2 separate regions of the Macaca mulatta genome follow, and region 1 is linked to region 2. The links are chromatin contacts, called in public Hi-C maps. All regions are on one chromosome and are shown on one strand. The core of a region is the stretch at or near the end of the contact, and the rest is flanking DNA. Distances in the headings are between cores, read along the strand shown. Region 1 holds the start of BLCAP (BLCAP apoptosis inducing factor). Region 2 overlaps SRC (SRC proto-oncogene, non-receptor tyrosine kinase).

Evidence for each region. A called contact is a pair of places that touch in the nucleus more often than the background predicts.
Region 1: a contact with region 2 is called in a Hi-C map of fetal cortex germinal zone, with 4 times the contacts expected there. The contact joins the promoter of BLCAP here to the enhancer-like site in region 2. A contact is called at or near these places in 4 of 14 Hi-C or Micro-C datasets (blood, fetal cortex germinal zone, fibroblasts and 1 more).

The regions. Positions count from the first base shown.
Region 1 is chr10:90,384,196-90,389,942 of T2T-MMU8v2.0, forward strand. It overlaps BLCAP (BLCAP apoptosis inducing factor), which reads right to left and starts at 1,988. Exons shown (of 2, transcript NM_001190863.1): 1 at 1,960-1,988. It overlaps LOC144332147 (a long non-coding RNA gene), which reads left to right and starts at 2,355. Exons shown (of 2, transcript XR_013399921.1): 1 at 2,355-2,942; 2 at 2,997-4,960.
Region 2 is chr10:90,252,911-90,259,006 of T2T-MMU8v2.0, forward strand. SRC (SRC proto-oncogene, non-receptor tyrosine kinase) reads left to right here. Exons shown (of 13, transcript NM_001261334.1): 7 at 1,095-1,244; 8 at 2,620-2,775; 9 at 5,335-5,514. Among named protein-coding and RNA genes, the nearest start is that of SRC, 31 kb to the left of the region's middle. Within about 2 kb of position 1,536, at least 8 of the 40 cell types and tissues checked have an H3K27ac peak or open chromatin away from gene starts, as enhancers often do. A contact at or near this core is called in fetal cortex germinal zone, where this site is marked.

The DNA.
Region 1 (5,747 bases), core at 738-3,237, 130 kb after region 2:
CCTTTGCCTAAACTGTCATTGCTCCCAGAAGATTTTGCCCCCCACAAGGCCAAGGACAGAGCAGATCAATTGGGAAGGAGTTGAGAATGGCTCTGTGGGACCCCAGCAACAGGTGAGAGACCCTTGAGACTAATGCTCCAGGATGTTAAGTTTCTTAGCCTAACCAGCTGAAGTCCAGAGGTGGCAGGTTTAGGTACCATGACTTTTAGGGGTACAGGGTGCTATGTGACACTGTTACCTTTATCTGTGGAATATTTGCATTGTCAGTGAACGAAGGAATGTCTGCTGTCAGGGAAGGGCAGGGGCAAGTTCCTTGAGCTTGGGCAACAGATAACTGTTGGATCGGGGAGCAGGTCTGCTGTGAGTCATTTACTAGATATCTATTTTGAAATGTGTATCTCCTCAGGAGCCAACACCCCAAAGGGAGATTCTGAATTTGCAGTTAACTCCCTCTCCCCCGCGCCCCCACCAGAGATTTAAACGTGTGCACTCATGCACATACACAAAACACTAGTCAAACAACAATCTCTTTTCCCTTGGTGACCTCTGACTTCCTCTATATGCCCCAGAGACATGTTGTCACCATCTTCCCTGGGAATGATCCTGTTTATCCTCCCCTCCCCCACTTGCCCTCCCACAGGGCCCATGCCCCAGCAGGATCCAGATTCCTGAGCATTTCCAGAGCAGGAAGTCAGAGAGGCAGGCAACGCATGGTTCTTGGTATATCGCACAGGGACAGGCTTGAAATGGAATGCATGTGTTTCAAAGATAGGAGAACAACAACAAAAAAAGACAGCCTAACCCAGATTCCTCTTTGAAACAACATATTACAGATTAAAGGTTAAACTGGTTTTGGCAGCAACTCTAATAAGACCAATTTCAGATATGGAATTGACCTGGTCACTGGAAACCGACCAGGCTTCCCGTGATCAAATCTTTTAACAGATTTGCTTGACATTAATTAGTCTCTGATTTAAAACAAACAAGCAAACAAGATCTAACACTTTGGGCATTAGCACTTAAACTGGAACTTTTTTTTGGTCCCAGCTTTGGTGTTGCCGTCCAGAAGGCTGACGGGATGACTGGACCATGTCAGGCAAGGCAGAGAAGCCGTCCCCAACACACCAGTTCCCTGAAAGGGATAAAGACGATCCAAACCTATAAAGAGAAAGGCTGTTTCTTTCCGAGGACAGACCCCAGTCTCCCAACATTTAGCGCTGAAATGGGACACGAAGACCTGGAAGGAAACTAAAGGAGATTTGGAAAGGGGAAGGAAAAAGCAACTGTCTCCCATCCCCCATGCTTCCTTTCCAGGACATTAGTGTGCCAGGCATTCCGTTCTTTCAGCTGCCCTTGAGGGCCACTCCCCACGTCTATAGAAGGAAAACGAAGGGGTGTCCACCCTTAGATGTAAAGTTGGAGGGAGTAAGAAGCGCCCGCGACTCTTAGCAGAGCGTCAACCTATCACCCCAGACACCTAAGCGGGGCCTCGAGCGGGAGACCCTCTCTCCCCTCACCCCCACGTCCCCCGCCCCGGCCAAAAAAAAGCAACTAAAGTAACTACACTGATGGGGACAGAGTGACAGGCCTCTCACAAGCTGGGCACCCTGCGTGGAACCCGGGGCCGCAGAGATGGTGGTCGCGCTCCCCAGCCCCGTGCCCCGGCTCTGCCTGCCTCATCCTGCAAGGACACTGACCTTGGACAAGGCCGGAGCGAGCACCCAGGAGTACTGTGACCACCCCCGGGCTGGAAAGGGACCCCCAAGGCCCAGGTTAGGTCCAATCACAGCAATCACCTGAAGCCGGACAGGGGCGCCCTCCCTTCCCGGGGGTATGCGGATGGAAAACCCCAGTGACGGGGACCGGGCGACGCCTAAGGTGACCCAGAAGGGACAATATGGCGGCGCGGCCGCATGGAGGGCCTCTCATCCCGCCCCAAGCAGGTTGACGCCACGGTACCTGCAAGCCCTGCCATGGCGCCGCCGCCACTGTCGCCGTCTGCCGCAGCCTGCCTCCACCTCAGCTCGCCACGGACGCCGCAGGAAGCCGGGGAGACGCCCCCTTCGTCTTCTAGTGGAGCCGGCCGAGGACCCATCCTGGAATCGGGCTGCCTACCACAGACGCCTGATCACACGGCCCGAAGAGGGGAGCTCACCCTCGCCCCATCTCCCCTAAATATCAGCCACAGGCCACCTTTGAGTCCTTTGTACGCACTTTTACAAAATTCTGGGAGCGCCGAGGTCCTCAAGCCCTAATAATTTTTATCAGGCGCAGTGTGGACAGCCCCGAAGCGCTGCCGGGTCCCCTCATGCATATGCAGCAAATTGTGATCTTTACTTCGTGAGCGCGGGGCGGGCCGGGTTGTGTTCCTCTGGGTGAACCCGCTTAGTTCTTCCCCGCGCGGACGGTCCGGGGACTCGGGGAAAACCTTCTCGTGGCTCAAAGTCCACCCCCTCCCTAGCGTTTCATCATGCAGCCAGGGCTCAGGAGCTGAGAGAGCCGGGCTCAGAACTTGGAACTGCCTTGGGTCAGGCCCCGGCTCCCCAACTTGCCCAGTATCTTGGGCGAGGGAGCCTCTCCCCCGCCCCTACCCGGCTTCTGATGAAATGCCCACCTTACGGCTTTTATGGGGCTTGAATGAGTTCGTGTAGTCATTTATTAGCTAATTAAGCGTATTCCTTGGGCGCTTACTGTACCCAAGCTCAGTGCTAAGGGCAAGTAGAGTGGGTGTCCTGGGTCTGTTCCTGACCTCAAGGCGCTGCCAGTCTAATGGCGGGTAGGCGGGGAGACAGTCATATAATCACTGTATATTAGTGACTTGAATCAATACATAATTACACATCATGGGAAGTGCTGTGAGAAGAAGTAGAGAGTGTTAGGAGAAATTAATGGAGTCCTAATGTAGGGAGAGGGTGGAACCTCTTTGGGAAGATGGCATTTAGGTTGAGAAACCAAGGACGATTAGGGCAAGAGTGAGAGGGGAAGATGGCATTTAGGTTGAGAAACCAAGGACGATTAGGGCAAGAGTGAGAGGGGAAATGTTCTAGACAGAAAGAACATTTGTCCCAGATGTGGAGCTGGGAAGGGGCAGGGTTAGGGTGAGGTGAGCACCAAAGAAGACAGGTCAGCTGTATACTGTATTTGGCTTTTCTCTTGAGAGTTAGGGGAAGCCATTTTCATCAGGAAAAGGATAGCAAATTTGGATTTCTGAAAGGCCACCCAGACCGCATGGCTTGGAAAGCACTCAGGAGTGGGTGTAGGCAGACCAGTTAGGAGGTGGTTGCAGCTTTCCAGACAAAAGCTAATGCTGACTCAGACAGGGTGGTGGCTTGGGGAGGTGAAGGAAAGGATGGAAGACTGGACGTGGGTGGATGTGGAGGCATTGGCAATAACTCCTCACTGGGTTTTAGCCTTGAGTAAATGAAAGGGTAAAAGAGTCCTTGGCCAAGACAATGAAGGCTGAAAGAGGAATAGACTGAGGGGGAAGATCACATTCGGCTTTGAGAAGTTAGGTTTGAAATGCCTGGGCAACATGCAGGCAGAGAGGGTGAGTAGGCAGGTTTATGTGACACAGGAGCTCTGAACGGAGTCTGGGGCTGGAAATACATATTTAGGGGCCATCAACACAGAGGTCATGGTGCTGGGTTAGAACTCAAGGGAAAGAAGGTGGAGAGAAAAGTGGGCAGAAGAGGAGGATCCAGGAAAGGAGACTGAGAGGCAGTGGCCAGTGGGGTAGAAAGAGGACCAAGTGAGTGTGGGTCCTAGAGAGGAGGTTTCAGGAAGGAGGGAGTGCTCAGTGGGACTGATGCTGTAGAGGACAGAAATGGAGTGGTAGGGGTTTGGGAATAAAGGTTGGTGGACTGTATCTTTTATGTTGCAAGTTAAACACACAACTACATCAATTGGCTTTAAAAAGTAGTCTGTCACTCAGTGGCTAGGCAGTGTCAGCAAGGCCCGAGGTTCATTTTATCTTCTGTCCTTGTGCTGGTTTCACGCTCATGGTCACAAGATGGCTATCCACTTCCTGGGGTCACATCCAAAGCAAGGAGATGTCCATTTCTCCTCTAGCTGAGACTCCAACAGGCCTGAATGTGGCCTCCCACCATCCTGCTGCTTACAGGCTAAAGGGTCAATGCATCCATGGCAGCCACACCCAGTATCCAACACTGAATGACAAGAGGAGTCTTGTAGTGGAAGCCCTTGTTCAGAAAAAGAGAAAGCTGGCTTTGCGGATGCCGCCAGGATCCCCATACTATTAGCCACGTCCACCGTGTTGTTCGACATCACTGTCAACGGCGAGCCCTTGGGCTGCTTCTCCTTCAAGCTGTTTGCAGACGAAATTCCAAAGACAGCAGAAAACTTACATGCTCTGAGCACTGGAGAGAAAGGATTTGGTTATAAGGCTTCCTGCTGTCACCGAATTATTCCAGGGTTTATATGTCAGGGTGGTGACTTCACATGCCATAATGGCACTGGTGGCAAGTCCATCTATGAGGAGAAATTTGATGATGAGAACTTCATCCTAAAGCATACAGGTCCTGGCATCTTGTCCATGGCAAATGCTGGACCCAACACAAAAGGTTCCCAGTTTATCATCTGCACTGCCAAGACTGAGTGGTTGGATGGCAAGCATGTGGTCTTTGGCAAGGTGAAAGAAGGCATGAAGATTATGGAGGCCATGGAGCACTTTGGGTCCAGGAATGGCAAGACCAGCAAGAAGATCACCATTGCTGACTGTGGACAACTCCAATAAGTTTGACTTGTGTTTTATCTTCACCACCAGACCATTCCTTCTGTAGCTCAGGAGAGCACCCTCCTATTTGCTTGCAGTATCCTAGAATCTTTGTGCTCTCACTGCAGTTCCCTTTGGGTTTCATGTTTTCTTTGTTCCCTTCCATGCCTAGGTGGATTGCAGAGTTTTTGATTATGAAATAAAAACTAAATAACAACAACAAAAAAAGAGAGCTGAATGTTGAGAGGCTATGGAGCAACAAATTCTTGCACAGTGCTGACAGCAGAGGAAATTGGTACAGCTCCTTTGGAAACTGATAGTATCTACAAAATCTAAACATACACCTATGCTGTGATCTAGGATTTCCACTCCTAGGTATATACCCGAGAGAAATGAGTGCCTATGTCTACATGAAGACTTGTGCAAGAATGTTCATAGCAGACTTATTCATAGCTCAAATTAGAAATGGTTCAATGTCCATCACTGGAGAATGGATAAATTGTGGCATGTTCATGCAATGGAATACTGTGTTTTATGTATAAAAGAGCAAACTACTGTTACATGTAATAACACCAATTAATCTCACATATAGTATGTGGACTAAAAGAAGCCAGATACAAAACAGTATATGCCATATTAATCCATTCATGTAAAGCTCAACTAATCTATAGGGTTAGAAATCAAAATGGCAGTTATCTGGGTCAGGTCGCGAGTAGGGATGGGAAAGGAGCAAGAGGAGCTTTTCTGGCGTGCTGGAAGGATTATATCTTCTTCTGGCTGGTGATTACATAAGTGAAAATTCAAGTAAAAATTCACCATAAGACTAGGGGAGGCGGAGGCTGCAGTGAGCCAAGATCATGCCACTGCTCTCCAGCCTGGGTGACAGAATGAGACCCTGTCTTGCGGGGAGAATGGGGGGGGGGAGTGCGGGGAAGAAAGAAAAAAGACTGGGGGCTTTATGTACTTTATGTATGTTCTAACTCAAGAAAAATAGAAGAAAGGGGCCAGGAGTGGT
Region 2 (6,096 bases), core at 286-2,785:
CTTCAGTCTCAGGCCTGTGGCTTCCACATGCACCAGCCAGGCCGTCCGTAGAAAATCACGGTCGCCCAAGGCAGGTTTTGAGTCCTCGGGTGTGGGTTTGAGCCCCAGCCCTGTCTCTGGCTTGCCGGGTGACCCCAGGCTGGCCACTCACCTCTCTGGACCTCATTTCTTCTGTACGCTGGGATCATAACCTCCTCCTGAAGATTGCAAAGGGGAGGTCTGTGGGCTAGGAGGGCTGGGCTTCCCCCATGCCTATGCACTGCCTGGCCAGGCTCCTGGGAAGGTGGTTCCTGGCCGCTGGAGCCTCTGCCCTTGCCTCCAGGGCTCAGCCTTGTTCCCTGATGCCATTTGGGCGTCTCTTGGCCTCTGGTGCTACCTGGGCCTGCTGGATGGGAGGAAACTTTTCTGGCCAAAAGCTTTTCTAGGCTCAAGAGAAAGAGGGGAGGCACCAGGGCTGGCCCTGCTTGACCCAGGCAGCCTTCAGGCCACACCCAGCCAGTGGTCTCCTGCCCACGACAGCCAGCCTCTGCCAACCACCCCCTCCCGCCTGACCCTGGGCCTGTCTTCAGAAAGGAGGTGGGGGGGGGACACGGACAGTGCCCCCGTGAGCCGATCCAGAGAGGGAAAGCAGTTAGGCCAGGGCCACACAGCAACAGGGAGCCACTCACAGGCTCCCAGCAAACAGTTATTGAGTGCCTACTGTGTGCCTGGCCCTTTTATATGTGGTGGCATGGAATCTCCCCAGCAGCCCTGGGAGCACCCGCATTGTGCAGAGGAGGAAACTGAGGCCCAGAGAGAGCCAGCAACCCCTCCAAGTTCCATAGCTAGGATGCCCACCTGAGATATGGGGGTCTTGCTGGGGCCAAGGGTGCGTGGCAGGACGTTCCAATCAAGTGTCTCTTGGGTCCCTTGGCCCTACCTCTGTGGCTGCCCCGGGGCTGGCTGTTGAGAGACAGGGTGGGCCGGGGGCCCCGCCTGGGCCTCCCTTCCCTCCAATGTCAGGCAGGCACAGAACGGTGTCCAGAGCAGCGCTGAGTGCTGCGGCCTGCGGGAGAGAGGGCGTGGCGGTCACGGCTCCCCTCTGTGCCCCGCAGGTGCCTACTGCCTCTCAGTGTCCGACTTCGACAACGCCAAGGGCCTCAACGTGAAGCACTACAAGATCCGCAAGCTGGACAGCGGCGGCTTCTACATCACCTCCCGCACCCAGTTCAACAGCCTGCAGCAGCTGGTGGCCTACTACTCCAGTGAGCCAGCCTCGGAGGGCGGGGGGGGCAGAGCCTCAGCTGCAGACCCTGGGGAGGGGCTTTGGAGCCTAGAAGGGTGGGGTCTTCTGTTATCCTGTGATGCCAGGTTTCCTGCTCCCCTCCCCACTTTCTCCCTCCCCCTTCCCTTCCTCTCTCCTCCGTTTTCCCTACTTTCCTCCGTCTCCTTCTTCTTCCTCTTCTTTCCCCCGACCCGCTCCTCCCAGTCCCCGTCTCTCCCTGCTCCTGCTCTGCAGCTGGCTGGTATGGAGGGGGCTGCCCTGAGGAGCCCAAGAGTGAGCTGGAAGGGAGGGGACGGAGGCTGGTGTCGTTTGTCTATGTAGCCCTAGGACCGGTCTGAACCGGTTGCTGGGAGAGGAGGAGGGGGCGGCCAGATCGATTGCAGCAGAGACGGAGAGAGCGGCAGAGGGAGCTCGCGGGGCTTGCGTGCTGGGTGAGGGCTCGGGCGTGGGCGCAGTGCTGTAGCCCACCCACCTGGGCGTCTGGAGCTGACTGCAGTGTCGGGGCCTGTGGGTGCCTATGGGTGCCTGTGTGCCCATGTGTCTGTGGCACGCGTGGCCTCTGTGTGCAGGTGTTCGTCCACTTCCCACCCCAAGTCTCCTCCTCCTCTCAGCTCGGCCTCCTGACTTCCTCTGGGATCACCCACCATGCTCTTGTCTCTTTGGCCACCGCTGTGTGGCTCATGCTGAACCCCGTTCCCTCAGATCAGAACTCTCCAGGGGCTGTCTTGGAATCTTGGGATAAAGACCCCCACCAGCCCCCGAGTGGTCTAATCCCAGCTGCCTCCCCACCTCCGCCTGGTGCCGCCCTTCCCCACCTGCTCCCTGCAGCTCCTTTTGCCTCTGCTTCTTCAGCCCTGCAGCTATTCTTTCCTCAGAGCCTTTGCTCTGGCTGTGCCCCTGCCTGGAGGGCTCTTCCCTGCTTAACCCCTCACCCTCCTGCACATCCAAGCTCAGTTGCTGCTTCCTCCAGGAAGCCTCCCAGGACCCTCCTGCTGTTGCGCGAACAGCTCTCCTCCAGTCACATTCATGTCTGTGGTCCTGGGAGGTGATTAGGGAATTGAGGCTCCTCCCTGGACTCCGAGTTCCTGAGGGTAGATTCCCTGGACTTGTTCCCCGCAGGGTCCCTGGCACCCCCTACTGTCTGCTGAATGACTGACTCAGCAGATGCATAAAGCATTGTGGGCCTGTGTGGGGGTGGGACTGTGTGCACATAGATGTAGATGCCTGGCTTTGAGGGTGCCCTGGGTGTCTCCTGAAATCTGCGTGCATCTGGCATGTAGGGTGACACACACTGAGGGGCAGGGAGGCCCCAGGGCAGAAGCCCCCCCTAACTGCTCCTCTTGCCTCCTCCTCAGAACACGCCGATGGCCTGTGCCACCGCCTCACCACTGTGTGCCCCACATCCAAGCCTCAGACTCAGGGCCTCGCCAAGGATGCCTGGGAGATCCCTCGGGAGTCGCTGCGGCTGGAGGTCAAGCTGGGCCAGGGCTGCTTTGGCGAGGTGTGGATGGGTAAGGCCTGGCCCCTGCCCTCGGGAGAGGCATCCATCCCCCACCCCGTGTGGCAGCTCTGGGCTCTGTTGGTCCCTTTGCCTTTAGCTGCCTCTGCTGGACGACGGGGCCCTGTTGTAAATCTGGAGCCCCCCAGCGGTGGCTGGCACCGAGTTGGGATGTGGCCCCCCAAGTGCTGTGCCCCAGACCGTGTAAACCATAGCACCTGATTCCAAGATCCGCACAGGGCTGGGCATTGCACAGACCTGCTGTGTAGGCTGGGCCCGGTGGCCTCACTCGGAGTCTCAGTCTTCCTGACTATGAATGGGGCTGGTGACAGTGGGACCTATGGGAGGCTGTGGAGGCCCTGGCCCAGTGCATTGTCCACACACCAGCTGTTAGCCATGGAGAGAGAAGCCTGGCTCGTGGGAGGAGGTGCTGGGAAGCTTAGTTCTGGCATGGTCTGAGCCTGTTAGTGATTTCCTGTCTAACCCTGGAGAAACAGCAAAGCATAAGAACCGTGCAGCCCTGACAAAACCCAGGCCCCTTGTCCACCGGTTGCTTTCTGCTCACACAGAGGGACCAGAGGCCAGGGTGGAGGTGGGACAGCACTTGTAAGCCCGTAAGCCCATGGTGCTAGCGGGGATCACGGTGTGCTGTTTTCAAGGTGGTTTCATCTGAGCCGCATCTCCGCTCAGTCCCACTGCCTCCACTCTCCACCCTCCAGAGTCCTGATGGAGGACAGCAGAGAGGCCTCCTGGGTGGAAGGCACTGCAGGGACAGAGGCCTGGAGGCTGGAGGTCAGGCCGTCTGGAAGGGGGAGGCGTGGGCTTTGAGCTGGTGAGAGGGGAGAGGGGTGAGAAGCCAGGGTGTGAGCACAGCCACAAAGTGAGGACTTGAGCGAAACCTGGGTGAATGCACAGCGTCAGCCATTCTGGTGGCTGCAAAACTCATTTCTGGCTTCGGTGAGTGGTGATGACCCTGGGAAGGGCCTCACTTCCTCCCTGGGTGCTCCAGGTCGACTCATGAAGTGCCACATGCAGATGGCTTGAGCCAGGAGGACCACAGAGGTGGGCCTGAGCCCTAACCCTCGGAGAGAGGCCCAGTGACTGGGAGGAATGGGCCCAAGGTCACACAGCAAAGGAACCTTGAGTCCTGCTGGCACAAGAACCTGGATTAAACATGCTGGTCTAGAATACAGCTTCCCCCAGAGCCCCCAGTTAGAAAAGCAGATAGTAGTGAAACGATAACCGCATTACTTACTGAGCCCTCACGGTGGGGCTGGCCCAGTGGTTAAAATCTCATTCAGTCCTCAAACAGCTCCACCAATAGACACTGTGGAATCCCCATTTTCCAGATGAGATAACTGAGGCTTAGAGAGGGGAACTGACTCTCCCATTGTCTCTCTGCTGGCTGGAGGTGAAGGTGGGAGTCAGGCTCTGGCCAGCCTGACCCCCAAACCCTCATGCTTAGGACAGTGTCTCACTTTTTGGGATGGGTGGGCTCCAGAGGTGACCTCTTGTTCTGGCAGCAGCCTCCGCAGTCCTTGGGCCAGCTCCACGTCACCCCTGGCCTCCACCAGTACATATTGCATGCTAACACATGAGGCACGTTCAAAGTCCTGCCAGAGGGAACATGACCAACCCAGGAGTGACACCGGTTGAGTTGGAACCTTGGTCCCCTATCTGTCATGCTAATAAGCTGCTTTTAAGGACTTATAGATAGGCTCTCACTCTATCACCCAGGCTGGAGTGCAGTGGCGTGATTTCGGCTCACTGCACCCTCCACCTTCCAGGCTCAAGCCATTCTCCTACCTCAGCCTCCCAAGTACCCAGTATTACAGGCACACACCACTACCGCCTGGCTAATTTTTGTATTTTTAGTGAAGACAGGGTTTCACCATGTTGGCCAGGCTGGTCTTGAACTCCTGACCTCAAATGATCCACACGCCTCGACTCCATAAAGTGCTGGGATTACAGGCGTGAGCTACCACGCCCAGCCTGGACATTCTTAATAATCACAGTCCAGGCTGGGCGCGGTGGCTCACGCCTGTAATCCCAGCACTTTGGGAGGCCAAGGCGGGTGGTTCGAGACCATCCTGGCTAACACCGTGAAACCCCGTCTCTACTAAAAATACAAAAAAATTAGCCGGGCGTGGTGGCAGGCGCCTATAGTCCCAGCCATTCAGGAGGCTGAGACAGGAGAATGGTGTGAAGCTGGGAGGCGGAGCTTGCAGTGAGCCAAGTTCGTGCCACTGCACTCCAGCCTGGGCGACAGAGCGAGACTCTGTCTCAAAAAATCAATCAATCAATCAATCAATCAATCAATCACAGTCCCGACAACAGCTACTGGTTCTTGAGCATTTAATCCTAGTAACAATCCTGTGAGGAGCACCCTGCCATTGTACCCATTGTACAGATGGGGAGACTGAGGCTCAGAAAGGGCCCAGGCTTTGACTGGGTTTGTCACATGGCTGTGGAGGCCACAGCTGACACCAACACCCAGGCGAGCAGATCCTGGATCCCTGTGCAGTAGGAGTTGAGGGGCTCCACTGAGGCAGCCTGCATCCCTCCTCAACAGGGACCTGGAACGGCACCACCAGGGTGGCCATCAAAACCCTGAAGCCTGGCACGATGTCTCCAGAGGCCTTCCTGCAGGAGGCCCAGGTCATGAAGAAGCTGAGGCATGAGAAGCTGGTGCAGTTGTATGCTGTGGTTTCGGAGGAGCCCATTTACATCGTCACAGAGTACATGAGCAAGGGTGAGGCCTGGGCGGCCGGGCAGGGGCAGGGGGCATGAGCCTCGTTTCCCCTCATGTCTAGAATGGGCATCTTCAAAGATGAAATGCGGTAGAGCCAAATCCTGGGTCTCCTGGGCCGGAGTGCAGTGGTACAGTCGTAGCTCACTTCAGCCTCAACCTTCCAGGCTCAAGCCATCCTCCCATCTCAGCCCCCCAAGTAGCTGGGACCACAGGTGTGTGTCACCAGGCCCAGCTAATTTTTTATTTTTTGTAGAGATGGGACACTATGTTGCCCAGGCTGGTCTCGAACTCTTGGGCTCAAGCAATCCTCCCACCTCCACCTCCCAAAGTGTTGGGATTACAGGTGTGAGCCATAGTAATTTTTAAACTAATTAGTTAGTTTTCAAAATTCCACTTTTTGAAGGTATAGTTTACATATGATAAAATATACCCCTTTTAAGTGTTCAGTTCAGTGAGTTTTAACAAGTGGATTTACTGTGTGCCCCTAACCATAATGAAATTATGTAACATCTCCATCACCCAGAAAGTTCCTTGTGCCCTTTGCAGACAGTACCGTCCAGCCCCAAACCCATGCACCCACTG